3 separate regions of the Muntiacus reevesi genome follow, and all the other regions are linked to region 2. Evidence: chromatin contacts called from public Hi-C data. All regions are on one chromosome and are shown on one strand. Each heading gives the region's core, a stretch centred on a gene start, on an enhancer-like site or on the middle of the called end of the contact. The rest is flanking DNA. Distances are from core to core; before and after follow the strand shown.

Region 1 (3,227 bases), core at 433-2,932, 230 kb before region 2:
CCACTGACAAACACGCTTCGAAGCCCCTGGGCCTTTCGAGTAGCTCGTAGTTCTTCCAGGTGCCGGTGCTTCCGGCCCCCCAGATGGGCATCCAGGCTGGGTCCTGCAGAGACAAGCGTGAGACCAAAGCATCTGAGTCGCACTTCAGTGCACCTACTCTGACTTTGTTCTCTGCATACTGAGATCCTACTGATTCTTCCAAGCCGTTGAAACTGTGACTTTTGAATAACAAAGTCCTGGCTCCTTTCAGCTTCCTCGCTTGTCCATCTGTCTGTACAGTGCATTCTAAGTGGTCCCCAGGAGAACTGGTTGTACACAAGTATTTCTTAAACCACCTATAAGTGCAAGATAGAGCAACACCTGCACATGGTAAAGAAACTAACAGATAACTTATCCAGGTCATATATCAGTTCAGTTCAGTTGCTCAGTCGTGTCCAACTCTTTGCAACACCATGGATTGCAGCACACCAGGCTTCCCTGTTCATCACGAACTCCTGGAGCTTGCCCAAACTCATGTTCATCGAGTCAGTAATGCCATCCAACCATCTCATCTTCTGTCATTCCCTTCTCCTCCTGACTTCAATACATAGATGAACTAAATGAATCAGGACCCTACACTATCTCCCACTTATCATTTCTGAGTATAATACAGAGATTCCAAGGGCAGAATCATAAGTCACACTACCAAGAAACAAATCCCAGCTCTGTCAGAGTGTATGAAATCTTGGGCAAGTAACTTAACCTCGCTATTCATGTCTCCTCAGGTATGAAATAGATATTAATACTTCCTACCATATAGATACTATTCACACATAGCACTTGGCCCAAGTCTGGGACATGCTGAATGTGGGGAAACATAGCTGATTTTTTAATTTTCTATTTCCCTTTGAGTCAGCTGTCTGACATCACCAAGTGTTATGTGGGGCCAGAGAAGACTATCCTGGATTTCTGGCTTGCCCTACTGGACAGTGGTAGGGCATTTCTCATTCACAATGAAAAAGAAAAATGAATGATCATGTTTAGGTGAGATTATGATTTCAGACTTCAGAAGTGGAAGCTGAGGTTTCACTGGGCCTCTTGCACTGTCATAAAAGGACGTGGTCTCCTTTTCCAAACCCACGTTCCTAATATGCATACCACGCTACTTCACATCTCTGCCTTTGGGGGGCTCCTCTTGTAGGGCTTCTTTCCCTACTACCTTCTCTGTGATCATGCAGCTTTTCAAACAGAGGGTATTGAAAATTATCTCCATCTCTAGAGTGTGAGCTTCTTCACCTCTTTAAATTCCCTCTCCCCGCCCTAGAGCTGGATGTCCAATACCTGACAGTTAAAGAGGGAATAAAATAACGAAATTTCCATCGTGGAGATTTCAGATACGGGGACGCTGGGGTGTAAGGTGCTGGGACTCTCCCCACTTTGTAATCCCTCCGGACGGCGGAGAGAAAACGGAGGTGAGACCCTACCAACAGACTTGGCAAGAACTATGGCCTGTAACCCTAATCTTCGCTAGAACCCAAAGACGAAACCGCCCCCCCGAGGAGCCACCGCTTACGGTTGGCTGTAGTGATGTGGCAGAGGCAGCAGCGGAAACCCCCACGAGGCAGCGGCTCGATATCTGAATCCACTGCAGCCATCGTGACTCTCTGACAAAATGCAACCACCTCAGCCACGACCGGAACTCCCTCCTACAAATGGCAACGCTCTCGGAAGCAACTTCCGCCGGTCCAATAGGAAGTGACGTACCGTCGGCCAATCGCGCAGTACGCTCCTGCTAAAACCGAGCTCTTTCGGCTCAGGGTTCCGTTTCCTGCCGGAATTAGGTCTCTACCAGCTTTTGGAAAACTGTCCACGATGCTTATCTGCATGCGGTAAGCCAATTGGTGTGCTCTGAGCGGTTGAGACGTTGATTGGCCCCAAGGTCATGAATATTCACAGAGCAGCCACGAGGCCTGAGCCGGGTTTCTAGCCGGGCCTCCTGCTTGACAGTCGGCCGTTTCCTTGATGGATGACTTAGGGCGTGCTGTGCCCTCCTTCGAGGGGCAGTAGAGACCCATGGGGCTGTATCCTCAACCCCATATTTACCTGGTGGATAAAGGCGGGTCCTTCACGAAGCCCGGTCTGTTCCTAGCCTCCAAACCTCCTGAGGACTTTTACCCTTTTCCCTCTGCCGTTGGTCCTTTACCTGAATGGTGGTCTGTGCCCGCTTCCTAGCCCTGACTGAGGAGCTCTTCCCCCCGCGCACCTTTAGAACTCCACAGACCCACAGCCAGATGGCCTTTCTTCTTCGAAAGCGGTCTGCGTGGAGTATTCACCAGACACCAGAGCCTCCCGCCCATTTAAAGGCATGCAGCGGAAACTGCTGTGATGGCAACTGCGTAAAAACGTTGGAGGGTGCTGATTCCGCCGTAGACCGTTGTAGTGGTCATTCCTCCCGACACCAGAGATGCTGGCTTAGACCAGGGAGAGAGCAAGGGACCTGAGGAGGCACCAGGGACAGGGACCATGAGATAGAGGAGCCTATCAGCTGGGCTAAGCAGCTCTTGCTGTGTTGATCAACCCACAGCATCGGGCTGTGAAAAGAGCAGCGGGCCTGAGTCAGGCGTCTCAAACTAAACTCGAGGTAAGTCTGCTGCTTAGGCCTTTCCCCATCTCTAAAGAAAGTGCTCAAGGAGCACACTGTAGGCTTCTCTCTCCTAAGGGGCTCCTCCCGTTGGAACCAGATCGTGTCTAATCTGTCTCCCAAACCCCAAAAGGCAGGAAACACCCCAAGGTCCCAAGGGGGACCTCAATATCAAGCAGTTGCTGAGGCTGGCCTTGGGGATCCTTGAAGTAGCAGGAAAGTAGGTGGCATGAGTCTACAGTACCCTTCAAAGTGGATTACATCCCGCTCTGGCCTCTAGCAACTCCCAGAATTCCTTCAGTAAATAGAAGAGGGGAGGAAGAGTTGGAAAATACAGAAGAAACTAGACAGACAGACACACACACACACACACACACACACATACACCCACCCTCCCTCCCTCCTGTAGAATACAGAAGAAACTAGAAACACACACCCCCCTCCCTCCTATAGAATACAGAAGAAACTAGACACACACGCGCACACACACACACACCCTCCCTCCTATAGAATACAGGAGAAACTAGACACACACACACACACACACACACCCCTCCCTCCTATAGAATACAGAAGAAACTAGACACACACGCGCACACACACACAC
Region 2 (3,523 bases), core at 938-3,437:
ATCTTTTCCAGTTTCTCAGGTGTTCATGTCTTTTCATTGTTTAAGTCATAGTGAGCTAGTTTGATTCATCATAGAAACTGCCTACTTGGTGGCATATGCCATACACACATTAATCAACTAACCTTTTAACTCTGGAGGCTTTCCAGGAATCTATAGCAACAAGCTGCTCCTGAATGAGAAGATCATGTAATTAGCAAAGTATCTAAAACAACCAAAACTATTCTAACTAGGGTTAATGGATAACCCAAGCCAAGCAAATGCTGTTCATTTGCTGTACCTCAGACAATTCCTATGGAATGAAATTTCATCCTTTCTCCCAGTTAGCCCCAGTGGGTTCACCATTACTGGCTCTGGGGCTAGAACAGGGGTAAGACAGGATGCCTGCTTTCCTCATTGGCACTGGAGATAAGCAAAAGCAAGCTAAGTTACAGGTACTCACCTCTTGACTCTTTGCGGGAGTCACCCTGAGCAGATCAAGAGGCATCTAGGAAACCAATAAATAAAGATAAAATAAGAGATCAAGAAACAGCACTATCAGAAACAAGAGAACCCCCCCCCATTTCCCACAATACTGAGAAAACTTACTGTAAGACAGATGACTCTATTAACGCTGTGATAACCTACAAAAGGGGAGAAAACGGTTGGTTACTCCAAATACTAGGATGAAATAAATTTCTTCATTAACAGAGACTGCCATCAGAACTCTAACATGCTATTAACTGTGGTACCTCACAGAGGATCAGCATTATCAATTCAAATCATCTGACAGTGACGTGTGGGCGAGGGAAGAGCACAACCTCATAAGAAGGAACCATGCTGCTTGCTGGGGTGCTGACTCCCTCCCCAGGGAAATCATTCCAAGAGGAACAAGCTGGAAGGAGCAAAAACACAACACTGCTCCACTGACCATTTGCTCTCCTGGTTGTTGAAAACACCAGAGACCACAACCAAGCCTCCCATTTGGAAACTTACCTGTATTCACCCTGGGAGGCAGTTGAATTCCTCAGGACTGATGAGGAGATCCTGGAGATAGAAAAACGAGGCATTATTTTTAGTATTTGAGAACTGCCATTAAAAGACCCTGGAGCATTTCGTGCCCACTTCTCAGTAGTAAGATGACATCACTTTTGAGTTCAGGCATATGCTTGTCATTTTACATTCATCATGGAGTGGCCAGTGCGATTTCAACCAGCAAGTCCCATCCTGATACTATGCTTCTACCCCCTCCCCCCCGCCCCGGCAACTGCAAAAAGCATCGCGTACCCACCTGCAGCATGAGAACACTTGATCCACACAGGGATAAGTCTTGTCTCATCCTTCCAATCTGTAAGCTCCTTTGAGTTAAACCACATCTGTGAGAAACAAAATAATACTCTTTCTTACTTTTATATCTCGTAGTTTAACTGTCCCACGTTAGTGCCTTAACAACGCAGGGCTAAAAGCCCAAACATTTGCTACGGACGGTGCTACTCAGAGTTTTTATGTTTTCTCCACTAATCCATCAGAAAGAGAGAGTTCAATTTTTGAAATCATCCCCGTAGCACATCCCGTCGGACTCCCGCATATTCAACAAGAAAAAAACGGCAGTAAACGGAGACCAAAAGCACTTACTCCAATGAGACCTGTTTGCGGTCCTTCAGCATTTGGCGCGCGTCCGAACCCTGCAGACAAAAGACATTGGGTCAGCACTGTGTCTCGTAAACTCGTTTTCCGGAGCTAAGACTGCGTTGCCGTACAAGGCCGGTCTCCTCAGAGTTTCTTATCCTCACGGAGCTCAGTACAGGTCTGTGAAAAGGGTCTCATCACAGAGAGGCCACTCGGCACGGGCCGCCATCGCCATCTTGTCCTTCACAAAGCCCCTGTTCCTTCAAGGCCTCAACACTAAGGCCACGTTTTCCCCCTTCCCCACGAACCCAACAGATACCACAAAGAGAGGCCAAGGCGCGGGCACGTTTGCACAGCCGTTTTTCTCGTAAAACTCAACAGAACAACACACTTACCGAAAGGTGTGGGTAAATGAGACAGAAGGCTTACCGCGAGACACATAAATACCATCTCGCAGAGGCCCACGGGATTTGGGGGCGGGACTACGGCGGGCGCAAGCGCAGAGGGAGCTTGGTGGATTGTGGGTAGAGATTTCTAGAGGAAGTACGAGAAGCTGTGTGCTTCCTGAAGCGGCGCCGCGAGAAAGGTGCGCATGCGCCTCAGGGAGTGCGGAGGCACTTGTAACGTGCTGCCGCGGGTCCTTTACTGCGACTTTTGGCGCTGAGGCCATCCCGGCTTCGCGCAGATCCTGGATTGACGCCCCGTGTCGGTCACAGCTGACTGCCCCACACCTTTCCCTGAGCATTCCCTTGCTTGCACACACTCTAAATCCGCGTGCAGGGTCCTACGCCATGGACCGCGAGCCTCACGAACCCTTCGCTGGCGTCATCTCGCTTCCAAGCCAGCCGCCGCCCAGCGAGCCTTCTGGGCCTGGTCCTCAGGGGCCCAGCGCGGGGGGCGACTCAGGTATTACTGGGCCCCTGGCCGATCTCGAGTGGAGGGCTCTTGCATGGAACCGTTTTGGTAAAGTGAATCAGGTTGTAGGTGCTCTTGAAATATAACAGTTTTAGGATATTTTCTGTAACCGGCCACCTTTGTCCTACTCTCTGGTCCGATTTTGCTTGGAGCTTGTAGTGGGGCTAGCGTTAGCCGACATTTAAAGCGCCGTTCTAAGCACATTGCGTGTGTGTGTGTATGTGTGTGCCCCCTCAGTCGTGTTCGACTCTACGATCCCATGGACTGTAGCCGGCCAGTTCCTCTGTCCATGGAATTTTCCAGGCAAGAATACTGGAGGCCATTTTCTACTCCAGGGGCTCCTCCCTACTCCAAGAGATTTTCCCAACCCTGGGATCGAACTAGGCGTCTCTTGCGTCTCCTGCCTTGGCAGGAGTCTTTACCAACTGCGCCACCTGGGAAACCCCTTAACGCAGATTACCTGGAGGGAATCTAGGTGTAAAAAGCTTTTGCAGAGCCGCGTACAACTCTTGCCTGATTGGCAGGGTGGTTCCAGTCATCTAAACCCTTGTTACTGAGGCCAACCAGTTTTAGTCATTTATGGTGCACACCTAGGGTATATGGCTGTTTTTAAAATGTATTATATGTACATTTTATAACCATTTATTAAGCTCTTACTGTGTGGTCTCCTGGATGACCTCATTTACTACTACAACCCTAGGAGGAGGCCATAAGGTCGTTTAGGCATGAGGAACCTGAGATCTGGAGGGGTTAATTAACTTGCTCAGAGTTACCCAGCTAAGAAATATCAGCCTAGGTGCAAATCCAGGCAGTCTTGATGACAGAGCCTGCACTTTGGATCACTCTGCTTTACTGCTGTCATCACACTGGGTATTTGGGGGCAAACAAGTACACAGGAAACAAATGGCATGATCCCTGGATACTGTTTCTCAATTTTTTTTCTTGTTGTCTTCCTCTCTCCAGGAGCCTTTAAAAAGCATTTCCGCCTCTAATCCCCACCATG
Region 3 (3,171 bases), core at 497-2,996, 210 kb before region 2:
CAGGTGAACGTCATTCCCTGGGCTCCCGTATCTGCCCTCCCCTCCCAGCCTCAGCCACAGGACACTTACGTGTCAGTGCGCTGCGGGGGCTGAGCCAGCCTGAGGATCCCCGGGGGGCCAGGGGAGCCCGTGCCACTGCTGCTGCTGCCCCCTCCTTCAGACTGGGCCCCACTAGGTTCTTCACTGCCCCCGGGAGGAGCTGGGGGCCCGTTGCTCAGCCCGGGGGGGCCAGGGGGTGGTTCCACCTCCACCTCTGCTTCCGTCTGGGTGCCTCGGCTCACCAAGGAGGGGCTGCATGTGGGTGGCAGTCCTGGGGGGGCTGCGGGGCTGCTGGGGAGACAGTTCATCAACCTGATGGCCCCAGAGGCCCCATCGAGGAGGAGGAGGAGGATGTGACCACGTGCATACCTGTCCCTCGGAGGGCCCAGGGTGCCAGGGTCCTGCAAGGAGGTGGGGGGCGCCTGCAGCCGCAGCAGGCGAAGAGCTTCTGCCAAGGCTGCCTTCACCAGCTCCATCTCCTTCTCCTGCACCTGAAGCCGCCGGCTCAAGGACTGCAGGGCCTCCTGAGCCGGGCCCTCACCTGGGAAAGGGGCAAGAAGCCGTCAGCATGCCACCCCCCCCCACACCCCACACCCACACCTGGGGAAAGGCTTGAGGGGATTCTCTCCCCCCCAACTTTGCATCTGTCCAATAGGACAGCCCCCTCCAAGCAACTCCAGACTTGGACGCGCTCCCAGAGGGGAGGAGACGATGGGAAAAGGATCAAGGGCCTCCTTCTGGCAGGGCAGGCGAGGAACCTGGCAGAGCTCCCTTCCTGCTGCCTGTCCCAGCCTCCGCAAAGACAGGGAGTACCATGGAGTACCAGGGGGAAAATATGGAGTTCTGCCGAGGAACGTGGGAACCACAGACGGAGGCGCAATGCTGGATGAGGGACGACAGGGCCCAGCCCAGAGGAACCGCAGGACTCCAGGGAAGGCAGCGAAACTGCGAGGGAGCACCAGGAGAGAAGCAGGGAACTCAGAGGACAGTCATCCTGAGCACTCAGAAGAGAAGAGGTCCGGAGTGACAGGAGAGGGTTAGCAGCGGAGAGCAGAGGTCCCAGCGCAGGTTTCAGGGTAACAGAGGTCAGGAGCAAAAAGACCCAACAAAGCAGGAAAAGAAGCCCAGGCTAACACAGGAGGTTCGGAAATTTTGCAGGGGCCCAGAGTAACACGGGAGGCAGGATGGCGTTGGCGAAGTCCGAAATGACAGTTGAAGGACCCAAGTAACTAGGGGGAGCGGCCTGAGGAACAGTGGAGGATGCTGGAGCCCCCGCGGCCAAGAAGCACGCGGGGACGCCCGGGACAGCCGTCGGGCAATGGCAGCGCCAGAGCGGCCGGCGCTCCGGGAAGGGGCACGCCGCCCGCCCCGCCCCGTACTCACCGGGCCCCCCGGCCCCGTCCATCCGGCCCCCGGCTTGCTCCGAGCGGCGGCGGCGGAGGAGGAGGCGTCTAAGCCGCGGGGGCCATGGCCAGGGAGAGGGGAAGGGGAAGCACCCCGGGGCGCGCGCGCGAGGGAGCCGAGCCACCCCCCGGGGGCGCTGTAGGGCGCGGGCAAAGGGCCTGGAGGGGGCGCTGTGGGGAGGGGGCCGCAGGCTCTGGGGCTCGCCGGGGCCTCGGACTCTCCCGGGGCCGCTCTCGGCTCCCGGGGGTGGGGTGGCGGGGCCGTCCCGGGCCCCAGCGCCGCAGCACAAACAGGCCCCGGACGCGGAGCCGCCAGGAAGCGCGGGAGGGGGGGCGGGACGAGGGGGGGCCGGGCCGCCTGGTAACCCCTCCCTGTCCGGGCCTCGCGGCTTGTTACGGGGGCGGGGCCAACCCTCTGACCTCCCCCCCCACCCCACCCCGGGTCCCCTCCGGCCACCACCCTCCAGGCCCTTCCGGGGTCCTGGCCCTCGGACTCCCTGGGGACCCGGGAAGGAGCGCGGGGCCCGAGGTCTCCGCCCCCAGCCCCTAGCCTCTGGGGGGCTGAACCGACCAGCCCCTCCCCACTTCCGCGAGGGGGCAGAGGCGGGGTCACGAAATCGGCCCTTTGCCCGGGGGCGGGGCTTTCCCTCAGGGGCAAAGCCGAGGCATCCCGAACTGGGACTGGCTGGGGACCCGGTGCGGCGGGTTATTAAGGCTGTGGCGGGAGGATGCCCAGGGTATTGGGGTCAGGGTGGCATTAGCCCAGCTCAAGCCGGGCAGGGCTGACGCAGCATCCTGCCACGGCCAACCCCAGCTCCTGACAGCTCTGCTGTCCCTCGGGCAGAGATGGGAGATGGCGCCGGTGCTGCCCCTGGTCCTGCCCCTCCAGCCCCGCATCCGTCTGGCGCAGGGGCTCTGGCTCCTCTCCTGGCTGCTCGTGCTGGTCGGTGGCCTCACCCTCCTCTGTAGCGGGCACCTCCTGGTCCAGCTATGGCACCTCGGTACCTTCTTGGCTCCCTCCTGCCCATTCTCTGCCCTGCCCCAGGTTGCCTTGGCGGCCAGTGCAGTGGCTCTGGGCACAGGACTGGTGGGCTCAGGAGCTAGCCGGGCCAGTCTGGATGCAGAACAATACCCTCCCTGGCGAGGGGTCCTGGGCCCGCTGCTGGTGGCTGGCACAGCGGGGGGCGGGGGGCTCCTGGTCCTCGCCCTGGGACTAGCCCTGGCTTTACCTGGGACTCTGGACACGGGGCTGGAGGAGGGCCTGGGGTCTGCCTTGGCTCACTACAAGGACACAGAGGTGCCCGGACGCTGTCAAGCCAAACGGCTGTTGGACGAGCTGCAGCTGAGGCACCACTGCTGCGGCCGTCATGGCTACAAGGATTGGTTTGGAATCCAGTGGGTCAGCAACCGTTACCTGGATCCCAATGACCACGACGTGGTTGAGTGAGTGATTTGCTTCTCCCGTCCTTCTCTTCCTTCTCTTCTCTTTCCTTGAAACCCCACCTCACCCAGATAGGCAATAATTCATCTAGTGATTGAGGGAAAGGGGCCAGGGCATGGTACCAAACTGCTCTGGGCCCATGTTTGTAAACTGGAGATGATAAAACTACCATCTCACAGAGTTGTTGTAACGATAAGTGAATTACGCCTGCCTGGCATAGTTAAGCAGTCGGTAAGTGTTTCCCTTGTTTTTCCCTTCTCAACTTCTGTGCCCTGCAGCTTCTCCCCC

The links. Hi-C and Micro-C count contacts between places; a contact is called where the count stands out from the background.
Region 1: a contact with region 2 is called in a Hi-C map of blood, with 4 times the contacts expected there. The contact joins the promoter of TUT1 here to the promoter of SLC3A2 in region 2. A contact is called at or near these places in 2 of 3 Hi-C or Micro-C datasets (blood and muscle).
Region 3: a Hi-C map of blood shows a contact between it and region 2, with 2.9 times the contacts expected there. The contact joins the promoter of EML3 here to the promoter of SLC3A2 in region 2. A contact is called at or near these places in 2 of 3 Hi-C or Micro-C datasets (blood and muscle).

Annotation. Positions count from the first base shown.
Region 1 is chr5:38,894,319-38,897,545 of mMunRee1.1, forward strand. It overlaps TUT1 (terminal uridylyl transferase 1, U6 snRNA-specific), which reads right to left and starts at 1,683. Exons shown (of 9, transcript XM_065937494.1): 1 at 1,553-1,683; 2 at 1-103. The coding sequence starts at 1,634.
Region 2 is chr5:39,120,311-39,123,833 of mMunRee1.1, forward strand. SLC3A2 (solute carrier family 3 member 2) reads left to right here and starts at 2,188. Exons shown (of 10, transcript XM_065937559.1): 1 at 2,188-2,511. The coding sequence starts at 2,397. LOC136168817 (a long non-coding RNA gene) reads right to left here and starts at 2,077. Exons shown (of 12, transcript XR_010663346.1): 1 at 2,001-2,077; 2 at 1,612-1,661; 3 at 1,268-1,352; 4 at 973-1,023; 5 at 586-620; 6 at 440-484; 7 at 123-169. LOC136170097 (small nucleolar RNA SNORD27) reads right to left here and starts at 1,171; the gene lies at 1,100-1,171. LOC136170098 (small nucleolar RNA SNORD26) reads right to left here and starts at 1,541; the gene lies at 1,466-1,541. It also overlaps LOC136170095, LOC136170104 and LOC136170096.
Region 3 is chr5:38,914,498-38,917,668 of mMunRee1.1, forward strand. It overlaps EML3 (EMAP like 3), which reads right to left and starts at 1,747. Exons shown (of 22, transcript XM_065937498.1): 1 at 1,423-1,747; 2 at 409-580; 3 at 70-330. The coding sequence starts at 1,444. It overlaps ROM1 (retinal outer segment membrane protein 1), which reads left to right and starts at 1,929. Exons shown (of 3, transcript XM_065937501.1): 1 at 1,929-2,885. The coding sequence starts at 2,296.